2 separate regions of the Ovis aries genome follow, and region 2 is linked to region 1. The links are chromatin contacts, called in public Hi-C maps. All regions are on one chromosome and are shown on one strand. Each heading gives the region's core, a stretch centred on a gene start, on an enhancer-like site or on the middle of the called end of the contact. The rest is flanking DNA. Distances are from core to core; before and after follow the strand shown.

Region 1 (4,155 bases), core at 506-3,005:
GAAAGATTTATAGATATCACATCAATTGTTAGAAAGTAGTGGATATTATAAAAGTATTCAGAGGTTCCAGAAATGTCTAGCCTTTTAAATTGCTTATTCTCCAGCATATGTACTCAAGTAACTACAAATATGCTAGGAAAATCTCAAAAAAAAGGGCGAGGGTGGGTGGGAGGGAAGGCCAGTACATCTAAACACTAAAAAGATACAAAATAAATATCTGCCCAATTCCAGGTCAAATCACTATTAATTTCCTCATACAATCCTCTTACTTACGAGTGGTTTATAAAAAGAGAAGAAAATAATGTATTCAGGAGCAGTACACATTGATTTAAAAGGTTAGAAGTCAGAATTCCCCATTTTTCTCTCTTGATTGCTAATAATATATTTGTCTCTGATAACTTGATAATCCCCTCTCCCACACTTTTTCTGGAAGATTGATAATCCTCAAGCAATGTAAAACCCAGCAGTAAACAGACATATGGGCAGAAACAGCATCTAGAACTTTTCATTTCAAAAGCCTGAAAGCACTTGCCAATAAGAAACATCCTAAACGTCTCCTCCTAGTCACTTTGTAGTTTGAGAGAGCAAAGAGGCCTAGCCACTTGGTTAAGCACATATTATAGGGAAGACAAAGTAAAAACAAGGGTAGAAAGACCAGCACAAGCTGTTATAAAGAAAGCCAGTGGTGTGCGGGGCGGGGCTTATACCGAAATCACATATTTGGAAGGGTGGGGGACAAACCACGCAATTTAGGATGCTCAGTCAACAGTTTTCAAGCTGCAAAAACAACTTGAGAAGTGGAATGGAATTAAAGGAAAGGCTGCACCTAGGGGCGGACAAGGAGGGGAGGAAGGGTCACACTCTTCGTAATATGTGATCCGCGGCGAGGGCCGGTCTCGTTTCTTTCCCACTCTACTAGTCCCCTCCCTGTCTTCTGCTGCACCGAAAGGTAAGTTCTCCGAATGTAGAAACCTAACTGCTTTTTCTCTAAGCTATCCCAGTCCCAGTGTCAGCACCTAGCACACAGTTACTCAACATAGGCGGAAAGCCCTTCTTGAGTGTCTCCCAACTCCTTAATACATTTCATACTATGGTGGAATTATCTACTTGTCTCACTCCAGGTACAGACTACAGGCTTCCAGCCCAGAGAGGCGCTATGGGAAGAGGGGGTTAAGAACTAATCTTTCAGTGGACTGGCGTATCTGCAACTGCCCCCACCTCCGCCCCGCCATCCATGGAAAGTGAGGAACCTGCATTAATCATCTGGATCCTCCTCCCCACCCTTCCCCGTAAAGCCTCAGGAAAAAAGAGGTCGTGTCTTACTTATTTTTCTGTCCCCGACCTATTACAGGGTAGGTGCGGCACAAACTTCCGGTAATTACAGCAGGAGCGGGATGCGGGTAGCATTAGGGAAGAAAAAAGGGGCCACAGAGATGGGAGACAAAGGTTGAAGGGAGGGTTCAACAGTCAGGCTCCCAGAAACGACAGAGGTGCGGGAGAGCGGAAAGATGGGCGGCCAGGGAAGGGTTGTAGCCCGGTTCGGACGGGCCCTACCTTGGGGTAGGTGTGCAAGGGATACGTCAACTGACAGGCCCGGTGACAAGACGCCGTATCACCCAAGACCGAGTCAAACGCTTCAGCCGAAGCGGTTCCCGAGCCTCCGGCCAGGGCCATGGCCAGCAGCAGCAGCGGCGGGATCCCCAGTTGGGCCCTGAGCCATAGGGTCCCCTTCGGCACCGCCATTTTGTTTGCCTCTGTCACAGCAGCACAGCTTGTTGCTGTTTTCTTTTCAAGGTTTCCTCCTCCTTCCGGGACCAGCCCCTTCCCCGCCCCGCGGGCCGCTGCTTCCGCCTCTGTAGTCTTCTCAGCTCCGCCCTGACCCGTCCGAAACTGCCGCCTCCCGCCCCACCTCTAGGTCTACGAACTTCTAGGTTGGCGAGAGGAAGTGGATCCAAACATCGCGAGTACTAGAGCGAAACGACTCCTCCCTCTGCGAGGCATGCTGGGGCATGTAGTTCTCTTCAAGCGGGAGGCGCACGGTGGTTGGGGAACTTGGTCTCGGGGAACTACCAGCTGCCCTAGGCGCTCCCGAGCCTGCCCATTCGCGGTGTATTCTGGGGAATGTGGTTTGGTTCGAGCCGTCCCCCCTCCCCCCAACCTCCGCTGATTGGCCTTGGACTTCAGCTGGCTGGCGGAGCTTTTACCGAGAAACTGCCAGCCCTGAAAGGTGTTCCGACCCCATAAGGCCCAGGCTTGGGGCCCTCAGAGGGTGCGTGCCGGAGAGGCCCAGCTGCTTGGCAGGGCTGCTTTTCCTGGTGGGTCTCACGTGCCATCGTTAGCCTTTCCCTTCCCGGGCTCCTGAGTGCTGAAGGCAGAGGAAGGTGGTGGTTCCCGTTGCTATGGGATTAGAGCAGGACAGTCTTTAGGGTCCTTTGACCGTGGAGCATTTCCTGGAGATGACTGGTTGTTGTGAGGACCCTGCTGACATCTGGAGGAGGTTGTTGAATATTGGTTACAAGAGGAACACTTGGGGTTGTGGCTATGGTAGGGTATTTGTTAAGAGAGCTTCACTGAACCTGGGGGAAAGCTAACCCTACCACAACGCAACCTAAGATGGAAGAGCCCCCTTACAGTGTGCACTAGGTACCTCTTAATTCAGGAAGTAGACCGGTCATTGTATACAATTTTCAGTTTTTAGGAAGATTTTTAAGAGGAAATCTTATTTTAAATTCCATCCAAGAGTCCTAATAATTCAAGAATGCTTCCAGAGTATGTAGGACCCAATTATGTCACTTTAGGGAGCACACATCACTGAAGTTCTGGTGACATTTTAGAACCTGCCTTCTTTGTTGAGCAGAACACGGTAAAGCACGTGAAGGTAGTTGGAGTCCCCTAGGAATGGATAAATTCGTCATTCGAACACCCAGAATCCAGAATAGTCCTCAGAAGAAAGATCCTGGAGGAAAGATTTACAAGCAGGCCACCATTGAATCTCTGAAGGTGAGAGGGGATCTGGGAGTGGAGAAAATGTGCAAAGGACTGGGATGGCAAGGAGGTCTGGAGGAGTTCTACTGTGGAAGACCTATGAATTCCTTATTTTTGTGCTTCCTCCCCACCGTGCTCCTGACTGCTCCAAATTTGTTTCCCCCATACACTATCAATTTCTGGACCTTTGTTACACCCTTCTAATTACTTTAGCTTTGTGGTATGTTTCACTAACTGGTAGGATATATCCTCTGAAATTATTCTTCTTTTGCAAGATGTTCTTGTCTATTAAATGGAATGTTCAAGTACCAAATATGATTTGTGTACCCTGTACAAACTCAGTAAGATTGGATGATGATACCACCCCTCATAGCATATTGACTGGAACTGTATCACGTGGCCTTCATAGCCACATCTAAGACTGAAAAAGAGACTGTTAAACTGGACTCTTTGCAGCCTCAAACTGTCTGACTTATGTTGGCAAGGAAGAGGCAAGGCATCATGAATACAGTATAAACAACTAACAGTGAATCAATGAATGTAATGTAATTAATGGTAATTATTGCTTCACTTAATAGTGAAGGACAGGCGAGCCTGGAGTGCTGCAGTTCATGGGGTCGCAAAGAGTTGGACACGGTTTAGCGAGTGAACAACAAGTTACTTCACTAAAAACAAGCAGAAAACTGCTTGCAATTAGTTCCCTTTGTCATCTGGAACCTCTCCTTCTACATTACAGACTTTTTCTGTCTGATTTCCTTTATTGCTTCCTCTTTTCTCCATTAGACTGCTAATGTTTGTGCTCTGCAGAGCTTTGTCACATTTTATGTATTTGGCCAGGGTAATCTTATTCATCTTAAGGCTTGCCATGCTGATGACTGCCAAACTTGCACCTCTGGCCTAGGTCTCTGAAGAGAGGGGGATCAGGGGCTAGAGAAAAATTTACAAAGACTGTGATGGTGTGGAGGGCCTTCTGAGTACTTGACTTAAGTACTCCATTGGACTTCTAGATATACCACAGGTTTACCAGACCCAGATTAGAAAGCAATATAGGGAAGTGTAAACAAAGACCCTGGGTTCTGTTGGCCTATGTCAGAGTTTCTTCAAACAAACACTGTTGTCCTTTCGGGCAATATAATTCTTCATCATTTGAAACCGTCCTGTGAGTTTTAC
Region 2 (3,742 bases), core at 84-2,583, 330 kb after region 1:
GCGAGCAGTTAGGGGGTGGGTACCAGGAGACGCGTTTACTTCAAGCCGCGGGGGCTGAAGAGCAGCCCCCGAACTTGAACTTCCAAGTAGCGTCGGGACCAAACCCACCTAGGTCTCTCAAACTCGCAAACCGCCCGACCCCAGAGCCTCGCTTCTTTTCCCGACCTACTCCTTGCCACCAACCCACCCTCTCCCCAGTTTTGAGGGTCCGGGGAGACTCAGTCCTGGACTCCGGGGTGCTCCGCGCTCTGGAGAGGGCAGCAAAGCGCCGCCCTCACCACCTCCCCCCAAAACAACTGTCCCCCAAGCTAGGGCCAAGCCGGCGCCGCTGTCCCTGCCCAGCCCGGCGCCCCGGAGGGCGCGGGGCCGGCGGTGGGGCCGAGGGCAGGGAAGGCAGAGCGCTCCTGGCCGAACAAAGCCCCCGCCACGCACTCCTCAAGCCGCGGGCGGACAAAAGGAGCCTTCGGGGCTGCAAGAAGCCACGCGCCCCCTGCTCGCGCCCGGTGGGCAAAGTGCGGTCACCGCCGCGAGCTCCCCGGCCGGGGCGGATGCCCCGGCTGGCTCGCAGGACCTCGCCCACCCCTCTCCGCGGGCCCCCGCGCCCGGCACGCCCCGGGGCCACCAAATGCCCCCTCCCCGGCGGCGCCCCCCGACGCCCCAACCTCAGCCGGCTCCCAACAATGGGCTCTCCCACGCCGCCCGCCGCGGCCTCGGGAAGGGGCCAGGCTGGCGGCGCCGGGGCCCGGAGCGCAGCAGCCCCCGCCCGCCCACCTGCCTCCCACCACCCGCCCGCAGCCCGGCGGCGGCGCGGCCGCCACTTGGAAAATAGGGCTTACTTTTCCCGAGCCTGCCCGTCCGAGGGCACCGCCGAGCCTTTGCCTTTGGCAAACATGGTTTGCAGAGAAGAGGACGCCGAGCCTCCTCGCCGCCGCCGCCGCCGCTACCGCTCCGGCTGCTCCCGAGCTGCCCCCTCGCTCCCGGCCCCCTCCCCGGCGCTCGCTCGCACACTCGCTCGCGCTCTCCTCGCCGCGCTCCCCTCCCTCCCCCCCAGGCGCTGGCTCCGCGCTCTTTCCAGCTGTCAAAGCGTCAGCCCCGGCCGCGGCCCCATCGCCCTGGAACTCCTCCTGCGCCGGCTCGGCCTGGAGTGCCGGTGCCGCCGCCGCCGCCGCTCGCCCGCCGGCCCGGCTGCCCGCTGGCTCGCTCGCGCGCCCGCCCGCCCGGCTCCGCCTGCGCCGCCCTCTGCGCCTCCTGCACCGCTGCCGCCGCCGCCGCCGCTGGTCTACTTGGAGCTCAACCGAACGTGGCTACCCCGGCGAGGGATCGAGGCGGGCGTCAACGTCCCGCGATTGATTGGTGCCTCGGCCAATCTGCGCGCGGGGGCGGGCCCAGGGCGGCCCGGGAGGGACGCCCTGTCAGCGCCCAGCCGCGGCAGTCCCCGCTGAGGCCGCCACCGAGGAGCCGCTGTCCCTGCTTCTGCGGGCGAACTGGGGGTGTCCGCGGGCGCGAGCCTCTGTTTTCTCTAGATGTAGGGAGAGGACGCGAATCGAGAAGGGGGAGCTCTAGTCTCCTGGCACCCGCGAAGAGGGGGTCCGACCCGCGGTCTCCGCGGCGTGGACCGCTGGGGAGCGGGTGGGGGGCGGGGGGCTCTGCGGCATAGTCGGAGGGGAGGGGGCGCGGACCCCTGAGCCGAGCACCGCCGGCTCCCTCCCGCCACGTCCCTCTCCCTTATCTGCCCCTCACCTCCCCCCGCCTCAGCCCGCGCCAGCCCAGCCCTGATCTCCCCCTCCCCCTCGCCTGCCCTTCCCGTGGGCTCCGACCCCAACCCCCTCCCCAGACTTCCACTCGCCCCCACCCTTGGCCGCCCCGCCCGTGGTCCTCCCTCTCGCCTAGTCTGGCTTCGGAGCGCAGGGCCCGGGGTTCCACGCTGGGAGCTGGGCGGCTCGAGCCGGCGCCGAGGCGCGCGGCTGCTCCTTTACTAGATCATTAAAATACTTTGGAAAACCCCAAAGTGGAGTCGCGCGAAAATGGCCCTTGGCCTGCTTTGGGGAACCTGGGGGAAGGGACTGAAGACTTGAGCTAAGAGAAGGGAGAGTGATTGCTCCCAAATTTCCAAGGTCTGCCCGCCCTAGCAAGTTAGCCCCTCGGCTTCTCCGGGAGAGATGGTGCCATTCCAGGGTAGAGGGGGCTGTCACCTGGGCGCCCCGCTGCGCGGAATACGCGTCACAGAAATCTGCAAACTTCAAATAAATGGAGCTAAATTGGGGAGTGGGGTACGAGAGCCAGCCGTGGGGGGAGGGGAAGCTTCCATTGTCAGTGACCCAGGTGTACAATGGGAAATTGAAGGGGGCTGGCAGAGTGACCCAGCTATTTGCTCCTGACTCCTTTTTGCCCACGCCGAGAACCCGAGGACACACTGAGTGTCCCTCATTAGACACTCTTATGACGAGAAACCAACCAAACAGGGCAAGACTCCCCCATTTTCAGACTGTTTTTAGAGCGCGGTTCTCTTTAAATGTGATAAAACACTGTCTCTTTAAAAGAGTCAAGCAGAAAAAGCTGTGTAAGCGCTGATTGGCTGCCTGTTTGGATACATCTTTAGGGGAGCCTTGAAACTGTTAGCCTAGGTTGATTTTTTTTTTTTTAACTGCGCTGTTCCAATAAACAAGTAACGCCCCTCCCCCTAACATGCCTCGCACCAAACAATTAAAGGATAGGTCAGTGTCCTGGGGAAAACATGTTTCAAGTAGGAAAACTCAGAACTAGATTCAACAAAATAAGGGATAATTCACTACCATTAAAGTTTGCTTATTTTGATTTGTCGATGAGAGAAGAAGGGGCTTTAAAAAGAAATGCCCCTGCAGCAAATAGACGGCATTGGTTCAGGAAGGAGACTCTGGGTGCATTTTTGGAATAATGTTCTACTCAGTGTAACAGCTTCCCTAAATTAGAATACAGCCAGGCCCTACCAATGACTCTGGACGCACTCTGTTCTCTGCTGGGACCTAGAGCTTGCAGGGAAAGGAGGTAGAAAAAAGAAAACACTCCTAGTCTCTGGTTGTCTGTGTGCTAGCTCCTAGTTTAAAGGTTGTTTTGTGAATGAGGGAAGCATGGAGGTTGGGAGGGACTTGAAATACAACGATAGGGGAGAGAAGGAAATAATTACAGTTATTTTTCCCCCAGGCGGTTTAATTTAATAGGGCTAACTTAAGGTACCTTAGAGCCCACACTAATTAAATTGTCCTGCTCATACCCTTCCCCTGAACTTCTATTTTTGATGGGCTAGGAATGGCCAGGAATGGCTTGTCAACAGACTGACTCACAAGAAGCCTGACTCATCTTGGGTCTGCAAGGCCCACAAATTATGAGTATCATGAGTGTGGGTTAGGTCCTGGCTCAAGGAAAATACTGCCCTTCTCTGGCCCTGTCTCTATCAAGTTGGCCATGCTTTGTCAGAGTCAGGGTTGCAACACAGGTATATCTGTGCATCATTTTCCTCATCTGTCAAATGGGAAAGGGGGATCTTTATCTCTTTAGAGTCTGATGTTTTGTGACACTAAGATTTCCTTTCTATAGTTTTCTTTCCTCACACCCCACCCTGAAAAAAAGGACGAGTACCTCCTTCCAGAACAGGTGTGGCATGCGTTTGAGGAACCTGTGCCAGGCTCTCTGTCCCTGTGGTCTGCCCTTCCCTGGAACTTGACAGAGAATGTTGGTAGGTTGGTGGTGAAGCTAAAAGAGATAG

Evidence for each region. Hi-C and Micro-C count contacts between places; a contact is called where the count stands out from the background.
Region 2: a contact with region 1 is called in a Hi-C map of muscle, with 4 times the contacts expected there. The contact joins the promoter of SSBP3 here to the promoter of TMEM59 in region 1. A contact is called at or near these places in 2 of 16 Hi-C or Micro-C datasets (muscle and retroperitoneal adipose tissue).

What each region holds. Positions count from the first base shown.
Region 1 is chr1:28,577,885-28,582,039 of ARS-UI_Ramb_v3.0, forward strand. It overlaps TMEM59 (transmembrane protein 59), which reads right to left and starts at 1,756. Exons shown (of 8, transcript XM_012149705.4): 1 at 1,555-1,756. The coding sequence starts at 1,743. TCEANC2 (transcription elongation factor A N-terminal and central domain containing 2) reads left to right here and starts at 2,156. Exons shown (of 5, transcript XM_012149815.5): 1 at 2,156-2,269; 2 at 2,858-3,000. The coding sequence starts at 2,899.
Region 2 is chr1:28,908,461-28,912,202 of ARS-UI_Ramb_v3.0, forward strand. It overlaps SSBP3 (single stranded DNA binding protein 3), which reads right to left and starts at 1,334. Exons shown (of 16, transcript XM_042248427.1): 1 at 837-1,334. The coding sequence starts at 892.